7 separate regions of the Mus musculus genome follow, and regions 1, 2, 3, 4, 5 and 6 are each linked to region 7. The links are chromatin contacts, called in public ChIA-PET, HiChIP or PLAC-seq and promoter capture Hi-C maps. All regions are on one chromosome and are shown on one strand. The core of a region is the stretch at or near the end of the contact, and the rest is flanking DNA. Distances in the headings are between cores, read along the strand shown.

The links. Promoter capture Hi-C pulls out the DNA fragments that hold promoters and counts their contacts. ChIA-PET counts read pairs in DNA pulled down with a chosen protein or histone mark. HiChIP or PLAC-seq counts read pairs in DNA pulled down with a chosen protein or histone mark.
Region 1: a contact with region 7 is called in a promoter capture Hi-C map of liver, with 3 times the contacts expected there. The contact joins the enhancer-like site here to the promoter of Pde7a in region 7. A contact is called at or near these places in 2 of 39 promoter capture datasets (hippocampal neurons and liver) and 3 of 115 datasets of contacts at active chromatin or transcription factors (acute myeloid leukemia, bone marrow-derived macrophages and microglia).
Region 2: a contact with region 7 is called in a promoter capture Hi-C map of second pharyngeal arch cranial neural crest. The contact joins the promoter of Gyg here to the promoter of Pde7a in region 7. A contact is called at or near these places in 14 of 39 promoter capture datasets (the 3T3-L1 cell line, 3T3-L1-derived adipocytes, the C10 cell line and 11 more), 1 of 484 Hi-C or Micro-C datasets (olfactory sensory neurons), 11 of 115 datasets of contacts at active chromatin or transcription factors (the 230-238 cell line, bone marrow-derived macrophages, cardiomyocytes and 7 more) and 1 of 9 other capture datasets (adipose tissue).
Region 3: an H3K4me3 HiChIP or PLAC-seq map of stem cell-derived neural progenitor cells shows a contact between it and region 7, with 2.6 times the contacts expected there. The contact joins the enhancer-like site here to the promoter of Pde7a in region 7. A contact is called at or near these places in 5 of 39 promoter capture datasets (the 3T3-L1 cell line, the C10 cell line, the HPC-7 cell line and 3 more) and 2 of 115 datasets of contacts at active chromatin or transcription factors (embryonic stem cells and stem cell-derived neural progenitor cells).
Region 4: a promoter capture Hi-C map of hematopoietic stem and progenitor cells shows a contact between it and region 7. The contact joins the promoter of Hps3 here to the promoter of Pde7a in region 7. A contact is called at or near these places in 18 of 39 promoter capture datasets (the 3T3-L1 cell line, the C10 cell line, the HPC-7 cell line and 13 more), 8 of 484 Hi-C or Micro-C datasets (the C10 cell line, CD4 T cells, LSK cells and 5 more), 11 of 115 datasets of contacts at active chromatin or transcription factors (the 230-238 cell line, acute myeloid leukemia, astrocytes and 8 more) and 3 of 9 other capture datasets (adipose tissue, bone marrow-derived macrophages and liver).
Region 5: a contact with region 7 is called in a promoter capture Hi-C map of the HPC-7 cell line. The contact joins the promoter of Cpa3 here to the promoter of Pde7a in region 7. A contact is called at or near these places in 2 of 39 promoter capture datasets (the HPC-7 cell line, HPC-7-derived erythroid cells and hippocampal neurons).
Region 6: an RNA polymerase II ChIA-PET map of memory CD8 T cells shows a contact between it and region 7, with 16 read pairs. The contact joins the enhancer-like site here to the promoter of Pde7a in region 7. A contact is called at or near these places in 7 of 39 promoter capture datasets (the 3T3-L1 cell line, the C10 cell line, embryonic stem cells and 3 more) and 1 of 115 datasets of contacts at active chromatin or transcription factors (memory CD8 T cells).

The regions. Positions count from the first base shown.
Region 1 is chr3:19,995,202-19,998,065 of GRCm38.p6, reverse strand. It overlaps Hps3 (HPS3, biogenesis of lysosomal organelles complex 2 subunit 1), which reads left to right. Exons shown (of 17, transcript NM_080634.4): 17 at 1,037-2,121. The coding sequence ends at 1,164. It also overlaps a transcript of Cp not described here. Among named protein-coding and RNA genes, the nearest start is that of Hps3, 39 kb to the left of the region's middle. Within about 2 kb of position 1,480, at least 1 of the 459 cell types and tissues checked has an H3K27ac peak or open chromatin away from gene starts, as enhancers often do. A contact at or near this core is called in liver, where this site is marked.
Region 2 is chr3:20,153,580-20,156,641 of GRCm38.p6, reverse strand. It overlaps Gyg (glycogenin), which reads left to right and starts at 1,526. Exons shown (of 7, transcript NM_013755.4): 1 at 1,526-1,644. The coding sequence starts at 1,638.
Region 3 is chr3:20,128,765-20,131,889 of GRCm38.p6, reverse strand. All of the region lies in intron 5 of Gyg (glycogenin), which reads left to right. Among named protein-coding and RNA genes, the nearest start is that of Gyg, 25 kb to the left of the region's middle. Within about 2 kb of position 1,314, at least 43 of the 459 cell types and tissues checked have an H3K27ac peak or open chromatin away from gene starts, as enhancers often do.
Region 4 is chr3:20,033,654-20,036,581 of GRCm38.p6, reverse strand. It overlaps Hps3 (HPS3, biogenesis of lysosomal organelles complex 2 subunit 1), which reads left to right and starts at 1,272. Exons shown (of 17, transcript NM_080634.4): 1 at 1,272-1,533. The coding sequence starts at 1,317.
Region 5 is chr3:20,240,737-20,243,440 of GRCm38.p6, reverse strand. It overlaps Cpa3 (carboxypeptidase A3, mast cell), which reads left to right and starts at 1,260. Exons shown (of 11, transcript NM_007753.2): 1 at 1,260-1,337; 2 at 1,451-1,526. The coding sequence starts at 1,270.
Region 6 is chr3:20,103,273-20,106,371 of GRCm38.p6, reverse strand. Hltf (helicase-like transcription factor) reads right to left here. Exons shown (of 25, transcript NM_009210.3): 19 at 607-731; 20 at 1-22. Among named protein-coding and RNA genes, the nearest start is that of Hltf, 47 kb to the right of the region's middle. Within about 2 kb of position 1,786, at least 55 of the 459 cell types and tissues checked have an H3K27ac peak or open chromatin away from gene starts, as enhancers often do. A contact at or near this core is called in memory CD8 T cells, where this site is marked.
Region 7 is chr3:19,309,729-19,312,872 of GRCm38.p6, reverse strand. It overlaps Pde7a (phosphodiesterase 7A), which reads left to right and starts at 1,551. Exons shown (of 13, transcript NM_001122759.2): 1 at 1,551-2,009. The coding sequence starts at 1,872.

The DNA.
Region 1 (2,864 bases), core at 231-2,730, 690 kb before region 7:
TTTTTTCCTTTTTCCCTTTTTCCCTTTTTCCCTTTCCCTTTCCCTTTCCCTTTCCCTTTCCCTTCCCCTTTTCCTTTTCCTTTTCCTTTTCCTTTTCCTTTTCCTTTTCCTTTTCCTTTTTCTTTGTTTGAGATGGGGTCTCACTGGGGCTAGTCGCATAGAACCTGTGGCTAACTAACCAGGCTAAGCTGGCTGGACAGGGAGCTGTAGGGATCCACCTATCTTTGCCTTCCCAGATCTTGTATTAAGGTGTGCTGCAGTGCCTAACTTTCTCTTACATGGGTACAGGGGATTGGATGCAGGTCTTGAAGCTTGTTCAGGAAGCACTACACGAATCAAACTGTCTACCCAACTCTCTGAAGGCATTGTCAATAGGGTAGGGCAGCACTAACTAAGAAATAATAGAAACATAAAATTATATAATTATCTTCTTGAAAATGTTTGGCAACACCTCCAACCCCTGCCACTGCCTTGTGTTCTTTCATTGGTTCTGAGAATTGAATCCAGGAAATTATTCCTACAAGAGTTCTGTTGCTGTTGTATCCCCAATCTCATTAAATTCCTTAATATTGAAAATGTTTTTAGAGCACTTTACTATGTAGAAGAAAGGCTATATGGTCATCATAAAACATTTATGACTATTAGTAACATGAAAATCTCCTTATAGAGAGGAACCTATAGGAAAATGTCTTCTAGTAATTAATGGTATTCCTGTCCTAGCAAACGATCTTTATATACTAACTGCAGTTCTAAAATTAAGTCAGCCTGATAGTATGTTTTATTTGTAAATGGTAGAATTGACTAAAAGGTAATGTCGCAATCTACCAGTGGTTTAGTAACTCAAATTCCAGGGGCTAAACAAAAAATAAATATTGTAGGGCATTTGAAGGAATAAATTAAGTATGAACTAATTCTATTTTCTTACTTTTATAATTCATTTTGTTACTCGAAGGAACTTTGAATCATTAAGAACAAAAATTGGAAAACCAAATTGGACTTTAGTTGTTTCTCATGAATTCTTCTTTTCCACAAACAGAAACCTTGTCGGTTATTGCTGTGGGACTGGACCTGAGGGATTTCTTGAATGTTCTCCCAGAAGATGGGGCAGCAGCATTTTTCCTGCCCTACCTCCTTTTCTGCAGCCGGAAGAAATCACTAACTTGATGGTATCCTTGGCAGCGTAGTGGCATAAGTGACTGCACTTTGAATGCTCTGCCTTAGATAAAATAAACTCAAAGGTTTGTGTTAATATGCATTGTAGCTGCTTTAAGGGTGCTTACCTTACCCTGTAATTGTAGCTGTTAGCTTAATCAATAACCTGATCCCATTTACTTGTCTAGAATGTAAAAATCTTCAAAATATAAAGTCACTTCACATGTATTTCCTTTTGGTTTTTATTTTTTTCACTCTATTCTGTGTGAGTCCATGAACCTTGTGCTGACCTCAATCTGTGCGAGCCTTATAGGTGCAAAAGGCCACAAATGTAATTTCCAAACCAGACTCAGGCTTCTGTTGTGAGAAATAGCTTGGCCTCAGTGCTGAAGGCATGACAATCATGTCCACCTAGGGTCATTGGAAGGAAATGCATCGCAAATTGCTCAAATGCCCTTCTTACTCGTCAAACAATACCTTAATTGTTACAGATTTATCTTCTGGGTTACTAGTTTGTATTTTTTTGTAAGTATAAGAAAGATGTAATGTGCCACCCCAGTGAAAGACTGCATACTCGGCTTTGGAAACTCGTGGTATCTTTCTCTCAGAATCAGATAAACGGACTCTTGTCTGGCTGTTAACATGACTTGTTTACACATATTTTCAGCCAAAGTCTTGTTTCTATTCTTTATATGTATATACCCCAACCCATAGTATATGAGAAAATAAAAAATTTTTATGATGTTCAAATCTGTCTAATAATTTCCTATGTTTATTTGTTTGCTTGATTTGGTTTATTTTAAAGGTTTTTATTTTATTTATTTATTTTTCATAAATTCATTCTTTTTAATAGCTGAGTAGTACTCCATTGTGTAAATGTACCACATATTCTGTATCCATTCCTCTGTTGAGGGGCATCTGGGTTCTTTCCAGCTTCTGGCTATTATAAATAAAGCTGCTATGAACATAGTGGAGCATGTGTCCTTCATACCGGTTGGGACATCATCTGGATATATGCCCAGAAGAGGTATTGCTGGATCCTCTGTTAGTACTATGTCCAATTTTCTATAAGCCCTATTTTATTCACAAACATTTCAATATACAATTATATAGAAAAGTAATGTGCAAAATTGGACTCAACCCTGTGAAAAGAAATCCCCCAGTGTTGGTCTTACTAAGAATGTTTTATATCTGCACACAGGGAGAAATGTAGCTATCATCATTGGGTTGGATGGGGTTTGCATAGATTACCTCTATCCCTCTATCATATTTGCAAATCTTAAGCTTAGAGCGCTAGAAAAAATTTTCTGCAGGTTAACAAACATGAAAAGCATGTGAGGGAAAAGGACTGAAGCCCTGAGGGCCAGCAGGAAGAAGGAAAGCAGGCAACCTCAGGAAACAGGAGGTTGGGGGGACCCTCCAGAATGCACCAGAGAAAGGGGAGGTGAGAGACTCTCAGGAATCAAAGGGAGGGACCTTAGATGAAATGCCCGACAGCAGGGAGAGGAACTTATAGAGCCCACCTCCAGCAGGAAGACAGGACATCAAGTGACGGATTGGGTTGCCATCCCACAGTCACATCTCTGACCCGTAATTGTTCCTGTCTGAAAGAATTACAGGGGTGGAAATGGAGAGGAGCCTGAGGAAAGAATGCCCAGTGACAGGCCCAAAGTAGGATCCAGCTCAAGGGGAGGTCCCAAGGCCTGACACTA
Region 2 (3,062 bases), core at 277-2,776, 840 kb before region 7:
TCACTCAGAAAACTCAGGGAGGAGACTCATTTTAGGCCAGAAATAGGAGGGCAGCTTTGCCTTCACAACTAAACCTTGTACCAAACAACAATGAAAATAATCACCTTAGTTTCTCAGGGCAGGAGGACAGCACAAGCCTGATGTGTACAAGACTCTGTGTTTGAGCCCTAACATTGCAGATTAAAAAAGAAAAGAAAAACATCTTATTCTATGCTGGCTCCTCCGACCTGATCACTACACATTGTAAGCCCAACTGACAATACTGCAAAAATGTATAAAGTTAATACAATATCAGTTAAAAATAGAGTGTAGTTTTCAAATGATGCCTCTAGGAGACCTGGACTAAAGAACAAAAATTGACTTTTTAACTTGTACTGGTTGAGTCTAGTGGAGGAGGTCTAAGCCCACAGGCCAAGGAGCAATGGTGTAGATATGGCCTAGGATGATGGGTGTGGGACTGTATCTTTATAGACCCTCTGTGAATATATAGAATCTTCTGCCACATCTAGTACCCAGTGCCATAGCCTAGCAAAAGAGTAGCATTTATGTGTTTACCTTAATGCTCTCACTGCTGCCTGGGGACTGGGGCAGGTGTTCGGCATCATGGAAGAATACCATATTGCATATCACTAACCAATGAAATATCAAAATTCAAAGTGGTTTCTGATGATGGATAATGCTTTTGAACTAATATGAAGTTGGAAATTGGAAGTTCAGCAACGACTGTAAGTTGAGGACTATATTGAGGATTGCAGTGCTGTCTTTCCCTATTCTTCAGTATCTGTTTCCTGCTTTGAGTTGATATTGTCACCGTTCATTATTGAGAAAAGATTTACAGAGCGCCGATCCACCATTGCTGTGCTTGGGCCGAGTGGGTGGGAGGGAGAATTGTGTTTGCAAGGTGCAGGCTACATTAGAAAAGTATTTCTCAACTTCCCCCCTGAAATGACAAATTGGCCTTCAAGATTTGTGAAATAGATGAACCGAAACAACTGAATTACCTAAGCAGAATTACGGGAACTTACTACCCTTTATCCAGAACCAGTATGCTAAAGGCACTGGGGCTTTCTATGGGAGTGTGTTGATCTGAAACAAACCTCTCCTCTTAAGGCTTATTATCATAGCAAAGTAACTTAACTTTCTGAGCCTGAGTTTCTCCTACCTACAAGTATATGGCATTATGGGATTCCTATGCCCTTGACTTGGTAAAAGGGTCTTAACTACCTGATTAAAACCAGTGGTAAGATTCTAAATATTTGGCAAAACCGTTCTCTTCAGTTTAAAAAGTTTAAATGAATACTGTAACTGGCGTGGCTTTCGAGAGGTCTCTGTTAATTGAAAGTTTATTACCCTTCCTTTTCCTGCCACAGGCCACACAGCTCTGCCCCCTTTCTTTCCCAGGCCCTGGAAGGAACGCCCGCGGCGCAGTCCCCAACAGGTGTCCCCTGGGCACAGCAGCCTGCGGGTCCCCAGGGTCGCCCCGCCCGCAGTGCGCACCGGGGAGGATGCGGCCTGGGCTTGAGCCTGCGCGGCCACGTGACGGCCGCTATAAGAGCGGCGGGCTGCGGACTCCCGCCCTCCCTGCTGGCCGCGGTCACCTACCGGCGCCCGGCTCCTCCGACCCACCCGGCCACACTATGACAGGTACGCCCCGCGTAACCGGGTCCCGCGACGTCGCCGCCCCTAAGCCCGGGAAGCTCCGGGTAGCTCGCGAACCGTGGAGAGCGGCTCCGGCTGCTAACCGAGCCGCGCTGCAGAGCGGTGGCTTCCGTCTCCCGCATCCGGGGAAGGCCAGGCGGGGTGGGGCGGGCGCCGGACGCACCGGGGTCGCACGGAGCCCGGAGGTGCTCCTGCCATGGGGAGCAGCAGGCGCCCTACGGAAACACCGGGTTGCGGCCCTGCTCTGGCCGCTGCACTGATCCTATTTTTAGGCCTCAGCAGCCGGGTGCTGCTACATGGGAGCCGGCTAGCGCCCCGGGCGGGCCTCAGTGCCACTTGTTGCAAAGTGTCAGGCCCTAGGCGAATAAACCCCAGGACTGGGCACTAGAGGTAACTGGCCCTTCTGAAAGCTTGAAGCTGTAGCCTGGGTTATGACAGCAACTGAACGGCCATCTGAAGGTTAAACCACCCAGCTGTCAATTGTCTTACTGTCCATTTGTAGGCTAAGTCTGGTGTTTTAGCTTGTGTTTATAACATCTGGCCCCTCCTTTTGTTAATTTAACCTGAGAAAGCATAGCGTAGCTTCCTGTAGTTTTTACATACCCGTTTATTACACCACCTCTACGTTTCTCCGCCACCTCCTGAAGTCTCTTTGGATTTAACACATTGTGCTCATTTTTAAGTACTTTTGGGGCAAAATGGTTTTGAAATGTTACTGTCTCAGAAATGTTCTAAGAATAACACAGGCGAGTATCAGCCGAGGTTGATGGATGTGGCAAATGTCATTACAGAGTATAATTGACTGGAGGTAGGGAATTCACAACTTTCTTCATCTTGGTAGTGTAGTGGGTTGTTCTGAAAGATGGCCCGGTAGTATGAGTTAAAATGGCTTTCAGGTTTCCTTCTGGGGAATGCGCTGGATAACCAGACAACCCACCCACCACACTGTCCCTGCTCAGTGGAATTCCCACTGCTTCTAGCATCCACACCGGAAAATAAGCAAGGGGAAATGAGGAAACCTGAGAGTAACACTGACAAAATCTCCTAACTCTCTTCTTGGACATCAGTCACCCCAAATGACTGCTGTGGAGCTTGAACCTTAGGATCCCTATGCGCTTTGGAGCCCCAGCAACTGCTAATGTTAAAGTCCCCGTCAGAGGTGGTCCCCAGAGTAATCTTACAAAAAGCCTGAAAAATCTTACAGGCTGATATAATGAGGACTCTTCAGTGGGAGAAAGAATTCATGTTTGACTTCTGTTCTGGATGGGGGTTTGGGAAAATTGGCATGTATGTCCATGTCTCTTGTTAGGGGAGGAGGGGAGAATGGGGAAGGTGGTATATTGCTCATTTTCCCAGAAAAGTAAAGGCAGCTGGCCATGGGTTACACCTTTAATTACTAGTAC
Region 3 (3,125 bases), core at 65-2,564, 820 kb before region 7:
TCAGAGGTTCAGTCCATTATCATTAAGGTTGGAATATTGCAGCATTCAGGCAGGCATAGTGCAGGAGGAGCTGAGAGTTCTACATCTTCATCTGAAGGTTGCTAAGAGATTACTGGCTTCCAGGCAGCTAGGTTGAGGGCATTTAAGCCCATCCTTACAGTGACACACATACTCCAACAAGGCCACACCTCTTAATAGTGCTGTTCCCTGGGCTGAGCATATGTAAACCATCACACACAGTTTATCCCTCTGTCCACACATCTTCACTTGCAAATGTTCATTGCAATGAGTCATTGGTATGGCTCAAGATCTCTGGCTTCTGTAACATCATTAATGGTGGATCCTCTCTGAGACTCCTCCCAGTTATCCTGTTGTCGCTCATAGAGATCTTGCCGTTTTGGGTCAGCAGAACTGGCCCTTTCATGAACTCAAACAGTTCATAGATAATGTAGATTTGGGGGTGGGCCAACTCAAAACCCTGCTTCTGGGCCTGGCTAATAGCTGAGCTGGTCAGCCTGACAGCTGTCCTGCATCCACACCACCAGGGCACCAGGGCAAGCTCTCCAGCCCTGTTCAGCTAGGCTACCCAATGCTGTGGCAGGAGGCAGGGTCAGCTCTCCTGCTCTCGTGCCCTCGGGCCAGCTTGCATGTACCCACACCTCCAAAGCCAGCCCCGCTGTGCTGCCCAGTCCATGCACTGGGCTCACTCTCCCAAGTGCTACAGCCAGTGAGGGGCTGGACCAGATCTCCCACTCTCACATACTCAGGGCCAGCTCACCCAACTACTGCAGGTGGTGAGGGATGGGCATCACCCCTGTGCCCATTCTGCCTGATGGCAGACAGTGGCAAGGCCAGATCTCCCACACTCACAACCTCAGCCTGCTCCCCTAAATGCTACTGCTGTTGACAGGAGGTGGAGCCAGCTCTCCAGAGTGCTATAGCAGTGAGGGGTGACATCAGTTCTGCATAGCCTTTGGATATCGACATGGTCCCAGGAGGCTGTCCAGACCAGGGATTTCCCCATGGTCTCTAGTGGTAATATAAGCCACAGGCATCAACACCAACTTGCTGTAGCATGGCCACAGACCCAGGCATGGCCCTCAGTGCCAACGTGGTCTGGAACTTCCCCCATGGTCTCAGGTAGCAGGGCTGCCTAGTCCTCCCCACCCTCTCATCTCCAGTTCTGTCTCTATTCATAATGCTCAGTGTTCTGCTTCTCTTTCTCTCTGTCTGTCCACCACATACTTACACACTGTAGTGGCTTCCACTCCAGGCTTGCCACATGTCTGGCCGGCCTCTGGGTGACCTCATCTGCTCCGCTGCGTGGCATAGCAGCAAGCAGGACTCTAAGTGTCTAAGCCTGCCCATGTGACATGGCAGTGAGTGGGTCTCTGGATGTCTTCCTCCTGCTGGGCTGAATTTTGCTGCACTGCAATGGTGGCATACAGGCCTCTGTGTGTCTACAGCCTACCTGTGCCATGCAGTAGAGGGCAGGTCTCTCTGGGTGTATCTCCCCACCAGCACTGCATGGCATGGCTGGAAAAATATTCTTTAAGTCATTCCCTCATGCCCATAATGTAGATGTAAAAAGTCTGAAACTTGAAATCAGATAAATTGAAACCTTGGACACAAAAACTAGCCAAGTGTTTGAGACCTTCTGCTCATCGTTTTTGTATATAAGACTATTGGCTAAATCCTTTAGCCTCCTTGGCTGTTCTGCTAAGCAGCTAGTATACTGTGATAGAAGCGAAGGCACTCCTTAACTTTTGTGACCAGTGTGGGACCCAGATAGTACTTCTCATACTGCAATAGCTCTACACGATTTCAGAGATTGTTCTCTGCTGTAACTACTTTACATAAAACTGGCAAGTTAGTCTTCATTGCTATTCCTGAGTGCAGTCTGTTTCCCATTTAGCACTGCCTTATCACTCCCTTTGCCTCAGTCACCCAGGAGCTCTTGGGCTGGCCCAGACCAACCACCTGTTTAGTGACCAGTGCAGGTGCCAGCTCTTGCATGTTTTCTTTCTCTTGCTCTCTACCACTATCCATTTCTATAACCATTGTATATGTGGCAGTTTAACTACTAAAGTTTGGAGAAGTCCTCAGTCCTTGCTGCCCAGAAACGAGTGCCGTAGCCTCAGCCAAAACCACCAGCGACTGCTGCCTGGTTCCTGCACAGCCAGCCTTGCATCATTCTTCTCTCTTCCCTGCTTCCTCCCAGTCTTCAGGATCTGCTGCTTGTCTTCTCTTACGTAGTCTGCTCCAATCAGCGTTTTAGAAAGCTACACAAATCCTATGTTTTGTTACAGAAATCTGGTCATTGTGCCATGTAATAATTTCTATGATCCTGCTAATCTTTATCTAAGAAATTCTTTACCTTAGGTCAAAAAGAGCAATTCCACCCACATCTCAGACATCTTATACACTGGTTCTCAACCTGTGGGTCAACTCCTTGGGGAGTTGAACAACCCTTTCACAGTAGTCACATGTCAAATTTTCATTATGAAACATAGCAGTAGCAAACTTAGGTTGAGGGACACCACACGTGACAAACAGCATCTACCTTAAACAAAGCTTATTAAGTAATTTAGGACTGCTTTGTCTATAAAAAAACTAACCACTCGATTTAGGTTTTTTTTCCTCTCTCTCTCTATTAGGATAGAATAAGTAAAGATATTTCATAGGAAGAGGATCATTTCTTTATTACAAAAGGTAATAGTGATCTAGCTAATGAGTATTGGAAACTGGCATTCATGAATGTAGATCCCAAGGCCTGGACCACAGTGAAATGTAGGCCTGTGGGTATCTCCAAATGCCATTGCTGTGGACATTCAAGAGGAGGACCCTGGGCCCCAGCATAAATCCAGGGAGGTTGTGGGGAGGATCTGAAGATGAGCTGTGCAGATGGGTTGGCTCGTTTTGTCCTCCTCCTCCATGCAGCTTGAAGCCCCAGTGTGCAGACTGAAGTCCCAGGTACAGGAGAGCATTAGATGATCAGTGCTCTGCACAGTCTATGCATTGCTCGCTGTGGACCTGAGATACACCATCCTCTTCTTGTTCCGATTTTCCTTTTTCTCCCCAGACTTTGTATAAACTTTATCCTTCTAAGAACAGTGCTCAGACTC
Region 4 (2,928 bases), core at 23-2,522, 720 kb before region 7:
TTTCTTAGGTCAGCCAGGTACAGGGACTATATCAAGGGAGAAGAAGCTATCTCTAGAGAAGGTAGTGCCATTCTAGGACTTAATGAATCTCACAAAAGTCAAATTACATTCAATTAATATCCTGAAGAGGAAAAATTAATCAAAAGAGACAGACACTTAAATCAGATACTCATAAGAGGGAAAGGGGATGTTTATGGATGTCACATGAGTAGCAATCTGCTTGTTTTCCTGATTTCTGTAGCCCAGATCTCTGGACTATTCCATGTATTCTTTGCTCACTGAGTTTAATGAACCCGTCTCCCAGAGTGTTCCTAGTAGAGGATGAAGTACATGATTCCTCGTCATCTGGAAGGTATTCGAAATGGCAGCAGTTCAACTTCAGTCCAATTGCTCCCACATTATAAATTCTCAGAGCAAAGGACTCAAGGTAACCATCAGCATGAGAATTGAAGTTTGCTCTTTTCAGTGTAAAAAGAAGAGCATCCTCCAGTCAACCAATACGTACATATGTGCATGCAAACACATATATTTTCTAGAATTGTTAAAAAAACATTATAGATCTGGTTTATTAAATCTCCCAAAATAGAAAAATTCCGACGGCAAGTTTCTTCAATATAGGAAATACTTAGGAACTGTATATTGACCATCCGGGGATCTCTCTCCTCCCCTATTATCTAAGGCTTAGAGGAAACTTTTGCCAAATGCCTGCAAAATGTTTTCATAGATCTTCTCATCCAATGCATTATTTTTTTATTTTTATTTTTTGCTAAGCATCTTCGAGGATTTGCCCTTTTCAATAAAACCATTGTAGGATCCACAGTATTTGTGGTGTGTTTAACCCTACGTTGGGAGTTTAACATCAGGTTTTGCAGTTTCATCCTTTAGAAGCAGACTTTGTGTGCCCCGGTACAGGGGAACGCCAGGGCCAAAGGGGGGGAGTGGGTGGGTAGGGGAGTGGGGGTGGGTGGGTAAGGGGGACTTTTGGTATAGCATTGGAAATGTAAATGAGCTAAATACCTAATAAAAAATGGAAAAAAAAAAAAAAAAGTTCAAAGTCTAAGGCAAGTCGACCAAGGCACAGACGGGCAGATGATCGAGTGTTAAACACGCTGAAGGTTTCACATACTAATCTGTCCAGAAGCAGCAAAGTTAACATCTCCAAAGAGGAACCGAGGTCTCTGCATCCACTTAGGGTAGCACTTCACTTAGCGCGCGGCCTCTTTAAGGAGCGGTGCCCGGGGTGTGGTCGCAGCGCTCACGTGATCCGGAGCAGCTCTCTAAGCTTGCGGAAGCCGCCCAGCGGTCCGGGCGCCGGGATGGTGCGTCTGTACAACCTGCACCCGTTTGGGTCGCAGCAGGTAGTCCCCTGCCAGTGGGAGCCGGAGCAGGTCTGCTGCGGCGGGAGCGACGCGCTGTTCGTGGCTGCCGGCTGCAAGGTGGAGGCGTTCGCTGTTCAGGGCGAAGAGCTGTGCCGGCAGCGCTGCGCCTTCTCCACGCTAGGCAGGGTGCTGCGCATGGCCTACAGCGAAGCCGGTGAGGAGCGGCTTTGGGGCGGGGCTCTGGGTAGGGAAGGGATTGGTGCTCTTCTAGGCTGGCTGCTGACAGTCAGTGTGGGTCGGGCACTAAGTGCTAAAGTCATTTTGTGTAGTTGTTTTAGCGACCGCAGATCCGGTGTCGTGCCACGGTCCGGTGCTTGCCTAGTTTGCTTGAAGCCTTGGTCTGATCCTCCTTACTCAGATTGCTTCAACTAGTCATTCTAGCACTTTGGAGGTAGAGACCGGAGGATCTGAAGTTTAAGGTCCTCTGCAGTTTGGTGAGTTCCATTCTAGCCTAGGCTACAAGTAATCATGTCTCGAAGCAAAACAAAGCAGACACCCCACGTGGAGATGCAATGCTGACTGATCCCGTCCACAGCTTGAAATAAAGACGTGTGGCTCGGTTCCACTTATGCCAGACCCTTAAAAGATTAATGTAAGAAAACAAACCTGGTTCAAGAGAAAGAGGAGGGAGAATGATATCCTGAAGTTCACAGGAGGCTCGACCTCAAAAGTTATCTCAAATCGGAGCCAGCCCTTTTACCTCTTAAGTCACTATCACTTGTGGTTGATTTATTACATTGGGTTGTATCAAATGCTTGGCCCTGGTTGGATACTAATGACTTGAGCCACACCGACTGGAGGAGGCTAGCACTAAACCATGATAACCTCGTTCTTGAAACCTTGAAGAACAAAGATGCTTTTATTACCATGTTGGCTGCCTTAAAGAGCTTCAGGAATCATGTGGGATGGCATAAGTATCACGGGCCATATAACTCAAAGGTAGCATTCAGTCCACAGTTGAACTTCAACTTCTGAGTGTAACTTCTATTAACCCATGCATGACTAAACATTAATAGGCTGACCCCTGGCAATGCCTAAGTTCAGAAAACCTGTCTGATGTCTCCTTTGATGCCTTTTTTTCTTCTGAGTAAATGTTCTGGTCTGTGTTCTCTCAGTGCCTAGTGTCCTCTGCCATAGCAAATCCACCTTGTCAACAACCAGGACTATCTGTGCATTTATATTTACTGTGAATGTTTTGGAGGCCTTTTTCCCAGGCAGAAAGCATTTTCTTTTTCTGTCAGGTCCAAAGGAAACCCCAAGTCCCAAACTCCAAAGGGCAGTCCAAAGATCCAGACGTGAGCTCCTCCATGGCTATAGGAGGAGTTCTGGTGTTTAGTTAAAAGCCAGCCTTCCTTCCTCAGGAACTTGTGGAGGCAGTTCCTGTCTGTCAGAGGAGTCATTTCCCTTACCTCTGGCAAAAGGAGCTATGGCTCTTCAATCTACATACACGTGTGATACTACTCCTCAGCATCCCAAGGTCCAGGCTAGCCTCAGGCCTCCCTCAGTCCCTGAAGTACCTATTACATATTTCCAAGTCCATGCTATCTCA
Region 5 (2,704 bases), core at 11-2,510, 930 kb before region 7:
AAGGAGAAGGAGAAGGAGAAGGAGAAGGAGAAGAAGAAGAAGAAGAAGAAGAAGAAGAAGAAGAAGAAGAAGAAGAAGAAGAAGAAGAAGAAGAAGAACAAGAAGAAGAAGAAGAAGAACAAGAAGAAGAACAAGAACAAGAACAAGAAGAAGAACAAGAACAAGAAGAACAAGAAGAACAAGAAGAACAAGAAGAACAAGAAGAACAAGAACAAGAAGAACAAGAAGAAGAAGAACAAGAACAAGAAGAACAAGAAGAACAAGAAGAACAAGAAGAACAAGAAGAACAAGAAGAACAAGAACAAGAACAAGAACAAGAACAAGAACAAGAACAAGAACAAGAACAACAAGAAGAAAGAGGGGGAGGAGGAGGATAAAGTTTCATTACGTAAGACTATATACCAAAGCCAGGCAGTGGTGACACATGCCTTTAATTCCAGCACTTGGATTTCGAAATCTGAGTTCGAGACCAGCCTGGTCGACAGAGTGAGTTCCAGGACAGCCAGGGATATATAGAGAAACTCTGTCTAGAAAACCCAAAAATAAAAAGTTAAAAAATAAATAAATAAAAGACTATACACCAAAGTTCTGTGGCAGTTACTCAAATTCATTTGAGGTTATAAATGTAACTTTTAAAATGTAGGATAGAGATCAGTGCAGTGGGTCAGTGGGTAAAGACACCTGCCACCAAGACCCATGATTTGAGTCCAATCCCCCAAAACTCAAATGATAGAAGGATGGAATGTGTTCTCTATTTAAGTTGTCCTCTGATCTCCACACATATATCATAGCATGAACAAACTCCACTCCAAACACATACTCACAAAAATTAAGTATATTAATTGTTTTGTATTTAAAACCTATGAGTATGCTTCAACCTATTTAATTGAAGCTTCCTGGGAGGCTAGTATTTTAGAACAGAGGTACGTTACTGTCTTATCTCTGTGAATAGACTCATCCTATCACCTTGAACACACTACTTGCTGAAGGGATTTTTCCCAATCTTTTTTAGAGACATTTATATCTCCTATTAATAAGAAAGTAGAGGGCTGGAGAGGTGGCTCAGCCATTAGAGGCTAGGCTCACAACCAAAAATATAAGAAAGTAGAGAGAGGCCTGGATATTCACAACCCTGCCCCCTCTCAACTGAAAAAATATGAGGTGGAAGGACTGTTCATCCCCAGGAACCACAAAGGAAATCAGCTGTTCGTCGAGATAAAAGCTGAGGTATAAAACCCGTATAGGGGTCAGATCAAGCCAAGAAAAAACATGAGGTTCTTCTTGCTTATGGCTGTCATCTACACTACACTTGCAATTGCTCCTGTCCACTTTGACAGGTAAATTTCTCTATCTATAGTCCAGTCTCTGGGTGAAAAAGGAGGTAAGGAATATGGCTTCAAAATTCACTGAAATTTTGTTTCTTTGGTTTCTGTCTTTTATCTACTTGAAGGGAGAAGGTATTCCGTGTGAAACTCCAGAATGAAAAGCACGCCAGTGTCTTGAAGAACTTGACCCAAAGCATTGAGGTAAACCATTCAGAGGGGTCTTATCTCTTTCTTTTCAATTCTCTAAGAGATATTCCTTCCATTTTATCTTCAGTGCCCACTGGTTATGAAAGGTTGACAAACGAGGGAGGAAGAGGAATGACGGAAACGATTGGGATAACTCAGCCAGGAGCCAGCACCACACCTAGTTTTGTTTCCATGGTTCACTTCTTTTCCTTCCTGCTTTACAAGCAATAGCTCCTAAGTACTCTGTAAAACAAGGGGAATCCTTGGCACCTTTTCCATTACCCCCTTTCCTGTCTGTACTCTGAGTCCCCCCACCCACAACATCCACTCCAATTTCTTCTGGTGACTTCTGTTCAAGTACAATCTGATGAGAGTAAAGTACTGGCTGGTGATAGCTTTCCAACAGTGAGGATTCCTTCAAAAGAGATTCTTAAATATAAGCAGTTTCTTAAAATCTAACAAAAAAGAGAACATTTTCTATCATGGGTTAAGCCACTCCTATCACACAAGTCAGCTTGGCCCAGTCACCTTGCTCTTATTTCATATTTACCATCAGATTTACAATGTAACATCCTTGAAACAGAACCTGACATAAAAAGGTGGTAACTGAAACTGCCAACATCACTCATCAGATTTAAACCCAGAACCAAGCCTGTCCTTCATTCCAGTCACGCTTCTCTTCAGTCAAACCAGTCAGAAGTTCTCCCTATTCTAGTTCCTGAGTATCCTTCACACTCACACTATCCTTGCCTCTGTGCAGCTATGCTCTGCCTCAGACTGGAGCAATTGCAGAAATTGCCGTGTTCTTTCTGTTAGGAGATTCTGCTCCTTCTTCTGCTGTTAGCTCACATGATGGAAATGCTTATATGCAGCTTTGTCTGGCACACAAAACCTCCTCTTATTACTTCCCTATGGGACACTGCTGTGGCACACCTATGTGCTTGCCACTTAATAAATGTTCACAACAGTACTTTGAGCATGAAACTCTTCCTCCACATTTTTTGCTATAATGAAGATGTTGTTATTGTGATATTTAGCCTATAAACTAGCCCCTGATATGTTCACCTTATTCTATGATGTTTCAAAGTAAACAGATGTGTTGGTTGGTTGAAAAAAAACCTCTTGTTGTCCCATGGTGGGCTGCCCCAAACCTGAAGTGTGATGTAACTAAGAGATAGCCACAGTGACTTGGA
Region 6 (3,099 bases), core at 537-3,036, 790 kb before region 7:
AGCTCTTCAGGCGTGTCACTTCCTAGGAAAAAAAGACACTTCAGAATTAGTTTCAGAACAAACTTGGTAATGTGACTAGAACAATTTATCTTATATAAGAAAATTTTGCTTAATTGTCTTTCATCTTTATTCTGGTATTTGCAGAAATCATGCCATAAATTTGGAATTCTAAGGAAACCTATGAAGGTACAATAGCCATCTCACTTAAGCACCTCATAAAATAACATCTGCCACACTAGCAGCATACAAGAAAAAACCAGTTTGAATATTCTTCTACATTGGTATCATACTTCCATTTCATTCATAAAAAATTCTTGGAGCCAGCAAGATGGCTCAGCTAAGGACATCTGCCACCACACTTGACAACATGAATTAACATGGTACAGAAAGAACTGACTCTTGCAAGTTATGCTCTGATCTCCCACACATGTATCCATGCACCCATGATATTCATATACAAACACACAGAATAAAAATATAATTTTAAAAAAATCTTACAGCAAAGGTATATCAAAGTAATAGATCAAATTCAAGTTGCATAAAAACCTGTCTTCTAACTGAAATATTTAGCAAACACAATGGTATGAACTAATCCCATTTCCTTACTGGAGGGGCCACTTGAAGACATTCCGTTTGTAAGAAGATGGGTATGGCAACAAATCTGCCGCAATCTAAGCAGAAGACCCAAGACATCTGCATAGTGTGCAAGGACAGTCCCTTCAGTAAAATACCTAGGGATAAAATGTCAGACATTATGAACATCTCTAAACAAGAACAAAAACAAAAGCAAGCTCATCTTTAATGAAACCAAGAAAAAAAGTCACCTAGGAAAATGTCAATATGCATGACCTACAGACCTCAGCTGGCCCTTCAAAGTAAGTGGTACATACATACTGAAAGGAAAATTCATATCTCTTCTGTAAAAACAGAAATAGGGTGTATGCATGATGACTTCAATTTTCAATCCAATTTATACACACACACACACATACACACATATTCACAAAACACACACACAGTAGGGGGAGTGTTATTGTATAATAATCAATTTTGTAAGTAATTATGTTTCTGATCTCTGTTATATAAAAACCAATAAAACCTAGAAGAATTTACATTATACTGACTCCCATGAATAATAAGAAAATTAAGTATTTCTTGATGGCCTGGACCTATACATGACTCTGGACAAACAGCTCGTCCAAAAAGAACTCAAAATAGTCAAACATTGAATAACCAGCAAAGAGCAAAGAAGGCAGTGAAATTAAACTCACCAGAAAGTTACCACAGAAAGCATAAAATTTATGACTGTGAGCACCTCCAGGTAGCTCAGAGTTCTACATCCGGACCGGAAAACAGTAAGAGAGTGCCACACTGGACACACCTCTGAAACCTCAAAGCCCAACCCCCCTGACACACTTCCTCCAACAATGTCACACCAATTCCAATAAGGCCAAACCTCCCCACAGTGCCACTTCCTATGAGCCTATGAGGACCATTTTCATTCAGACCACCACACACTAAAACCACTGACAAAACCATATGAAAGGACATAGGACTAAGAAAACAAAAAATAGTTATAAAGGATGATAAATAAATCAATACCAATAAAGAGCAGTGGGAAGACATTTAAAAACACAGAAAGAAAATAGAACAACAACAACAAAAGACAAGAAAAATAGGACAAAAACAGTACATTTTCTTTTTAAAGGGTGTGGGTGTCAGGGGGAGGGGGAGGATGCAGATACATAGAATTGAAAGATTTAAATGGTGCTATCTATATCTTCCAGAAAGTCAACAGGAAGGCCCTGATCAAACTGCTGTACTTCCGTGGGGGCGTGGATGTGCACATCAGGCTCCTTGCTATTTTTTACTTATGAAACACTCTCCAATGCTTCATGCGCTGAACTCCAGGTCTCCAGCTACAGCACTGACTGACGCCTGAGGTTCTAGAAACTCTAAGCCTTTGGGGAATAGACGGATCTTGCCCTGACTTGAGCACTTGTTTCCGGTGCTCTCTTGTCCGCCTCTTGTTTATCATGATATTGCTCCGTTCCACTCTGTAGTTTCCACTACCATGGGTTGACACCTCTGGAGCAGAAAGCCAAAATAAAAGCTTTCTCTTTAAGTCTGAAGACAAGAATTGGCTATAGAAAGGCAAAACTGACTATTATTTTTTTTTCAAAGAAATACTCAGTGTGGAAGAGAAGAATAATTAATCCAAAAATTACATATCCAATCTGAAACGTCAAGTTGATGATGCAATCAAGTCTCCTGGTGAAAAGCAGAAATTTTAAAGTCAGACTGGTACATTCTGTCAATTTAGCTATGCAGACTTGGCCAGCAGCCTAATCCTGCCTGTGTCCTCAGCTATAACAGTTACACACCACATCTGGGAGGACTACTCATGAAGTTAGTGTGTACAAAGCAATTACAACACGACCTGGATTACTTTATAAACCTTATATATACTAGTAGTGACAGTGGCAGTGTTTTGGATAGTGAAGAAAGTAAAAAAGTAGGCAACATAATACACACGATAAACTTCCACGTTCTGAAACCAACCTGCTAAAATTCAAATAACAACTCTGTCTCCTGTGCCTTAGCCTCCTAATCCAAAAAATAATTAAAAAAAAAAAAAAGTGTTCATTGTACTTACTTAATAAGACACCATTAATGTGCACATTTAAATACTTAGATCAATTATACTCAATCAATGCTTATAAAGTATTAATAAGTCTACTACCTATGAAAGAGGTTACTTTAACAATAACATCCCTGAGAACACAATTCAAACAGACAGCTTCCTCAGCACTCTGCATTCCCTCCCGGGCATGGCTACATCTGACTGGCATTCAGCTTGTTGGTTTAGGAAACTGCTTGTGGGACCCACCACATGGCATGCTGGCAAGAGGCTTCCCACTGTTTTACCAGCCACGCTAGTACCTTTTCGGATAGACCTACTTTTAACTTAATCACTCTCTTAGGTGACTTTACTCAGGCTCATCACTCACAAATAACAGAAACTTAAGAGTCAAACTGGGAGCACTGAACTCCATACCTGCCTCTCCAGCGGGTAAAGTCAATCCCGTATGTTCACAT
Region 7 (3,144 bases), core at 302-2,801:
TACTTGAGCTTATCTTTAACTCTCAACTCTTCATCGTGTTGCCCTAGCTTTCCAAAGGCAGCGATTACAGGTTTGTACCACCATGTCCGTACATATCACTTGAGGTTAGTTCTTGAGATTTATCTGTCCTAGGTGTAGGGCAAGTTTGTTTCTAGGAATCTACTTCCAATTTAGTCAGCTGATAAACGACTTTCTGAAGACTAAGTGGCCCACAGTGCTCGGTGTAATCCCAAGTGAGATGCTTAACACATCTACTACAGGGACTAATTAGGATTTCAAAAGCAGTGAGATCAGTTGCTGCACTAAAAGAATCTCATTAGTGCTTCTTCATCTAGTGAAGGCAAATTCCATGACACAGAACGGATCGTAAAACATGATGAAGACCTGGCATGTAGAAAATACACAGGGGCACGAGGTTTAAATAATAAAAGAATACACCTTCCACCTTTGTCCGTTTATCTGATCATGTACACTCGGTACTCAATTTATAGCATCATTAAGCCCAGGCTCAGCACTGTACTTCTTCTAAGACCTGCCACCTTGCCAATCTTAAATAACTGGGAGACTAGATGCCCTGAGAAATGATCCAAATCTATTTTGCCAGGGGGCGGGGGTGGGGGTGGGGGTGTGGAGCTCGTTCATGCTAAAAGTATCTGATGCTCAAAGCATCAGAAACAGTCGGCTCCTGCAGAAAAGCTTTGGCAGTTTGGGGCAGAAACTTAAAAGAACAAGCAAATTATATCCTCACCTTACCAAAACAGGTGAAAAGCTCTCTTACATCCTAGCCAGCAAACACTAACAAAGAAGGGCGATGGTTGGCTAGGGGAACTTTTGGTCTCTTTGTCATCTTTGTCTTCCCAATATCGTCATTTCTCATTTTCTTGGTTGCAGAATTTCACTTTTCTCCATCCAAAGACCCTCCTTCTCGCTCGGGAGTTTTTGGTCTTTTTCTGCTCTGCAGGCCCCGAAAGTCTGGGGCCTCACTTGCCAAGGGAAGCCACTGGAACCTTGCCTAGGTAGGGCACGGACGGTGACATAGCGGGAGCACTGAGCCCCCGAGATCTGCTGGCGTCACCGCCGCAGCGGCCTCCCGCGACGCCCTAGTACGGGAATTCCACAGGGGACGCGCGCGGTGCCCCGACGGGCGGAGCACGGAGAGGGCGCCCGGTGCTCTGGGCATTTTGGATCTGTCGGACGAAACAGCGCCGATCCGGTAGGCCGAACAAACTCCGGGTCGGTGCGCCCGAGGATGCCCCACGTAACTCTCCTGCGCACGCGCCGCGGGTTGCGGGGAGGGAGCTGCGGGGAGGCGGGAGGGGCCGGGGGGGCGCGGGGCGCGGCGCGGCGCGGCGCGGCGCCTAGCGCAGCGGACGCGAGCAGCCCTGTCCGGACAGCCGGCGGGCTCCTGGGCGCGGCGGCGGCGCGGGGCGCGGGGCATGCGGCGCGGCGTCGTGACGTCACGGTGGCGGCGGCCGTGGTTGGCGCAGGGTCCGCTGCTGCAAAGTGTGAATTACGCCGGGCTCGCGCCGGCGGCGGAGCGGAGTGAGGCTCGGGGGAGGGGAGGGGGCAGGGCTCCGGCGGCCGAACTGCTCTACGCTCCGCGCCCGTGCTCGCGGCCCGGGCCAGCTCTCGCGCCGCGGAGCGCCTGGGCGGCGGGTTCCCCTTTAACGCCGCCCGCCCGGCTTCCCGAGCCCGCTGCAGCCCTTCCCGCCGCCAGCCGCGCGGAGGGCCGGGAGGCGTCGGCGGCCACTAGCGCCGCCCGCCCCGCGCGCGCCTCGGCCCCGGGTCCCCGCGGCGCGGCCCCCTCGTAGCGCAGGGGCGGGCGACCGCGGACTGGCGGGCGCCGCGCGGATCCAAGGCGGACGTGTTCAATGGAAGTATGCTACCAGCTGCCGGTGCTGCCCCTGGACAGGCCGGTCCCCCAGCACGTCCTCAGCCGCCGAGGAGCCATCAGCTTCAGCTCCAGCTCCGCGCTCTTCGGCTGCCCGCATCCCCGGCAGCTCTCGCAGGTAACCGCCGCCCCGGGGCCCGCAGCTCGGTGCTTTTGTCTTCTGGAGGGACTCGGGCCATTGTTCCCGCCTCGGTAGGCTGGCCTCCCCTTCCCGGAGTCTTTCACCCTCGGCTGTGCTCGGTGCCCCTGGCCTCTGCGACCCTCGCCGCGGCTAACCCGTCACGCCCGCTGGTAGCCCCAAGCCATGACTTTATCCTCCCCTCCTTTCTCTGTGTCTCCTACCAGTTGGGCCTCTTGTCCCCTTAGTCATGACCCTGAGCTCACCTTTTCGCCCCCCACCCCCTAGCCCTCCCCCACACCTGTGCAGGTTCTCGAGCCTTGCAGCGCTGCGGGTGCTGAGTTTCTCAGAACAATAGGCCTAGTGGTCCCATTGTGGTCCTCACCCGAACTGCGAACTGCTGCTTTGTAGGGAAGGGGCCTAGGTGTCAGGAACTAGTGTGCAAAGTTGATGGTTTCCAATCAGTTTTCTCGCTTGATAAAGGCGGCTTTAGTTCAGAAACCACTGATGAGCATTCACAAAGGACTTTGTTTCCGATGGCCCAACACCAGTTGCTGTTGAACATTAAAAAAAAAAAAATTTTTTTCTGTGACGTCCTTGGCTCAGCTCTTTAGTTGGGTTAAATTTGGTTGCCAGATTTAGAATAAAGAGGAAGAATTTTACTTTGTTTACATATGAACCTGGTGCCCTCATTGCCTGCTGCCAGAAGTTCTGTGTTTATGAGATTACTTTTGGGACGGGTACTGGAGGAGTGTGCTTACATTTGCTGGTCTAGACTCCAATCAGTGAGCCTCAGCCATTCATCCATCCATCCATCCATCCATTCATTCGTTTATTTGTGTGCTTGTTTATGGCAGGGCCTTTCTAAATTGTTCAGTCTTGCCTTTAACTCATGATCTTCCTGCTTCAGACTTCCAAGTACCAGGCCTGAGCCATTGCCCTAGGTCCCGTATTCATTTCGTAAAATAAAGTATTCTTATTTTTTTCTATTGCTTAGTATTTCTTTACCCTTTATAGCACACTGTTTCTCCCTTCAATTATATTGTATTATAAGAAAGGAAATTTTAAAGACAGTTAGAATGGACAGCATCTTTTAGAGATTTTGCTTATAGTAGATCGCCAGTAAATTCTATTT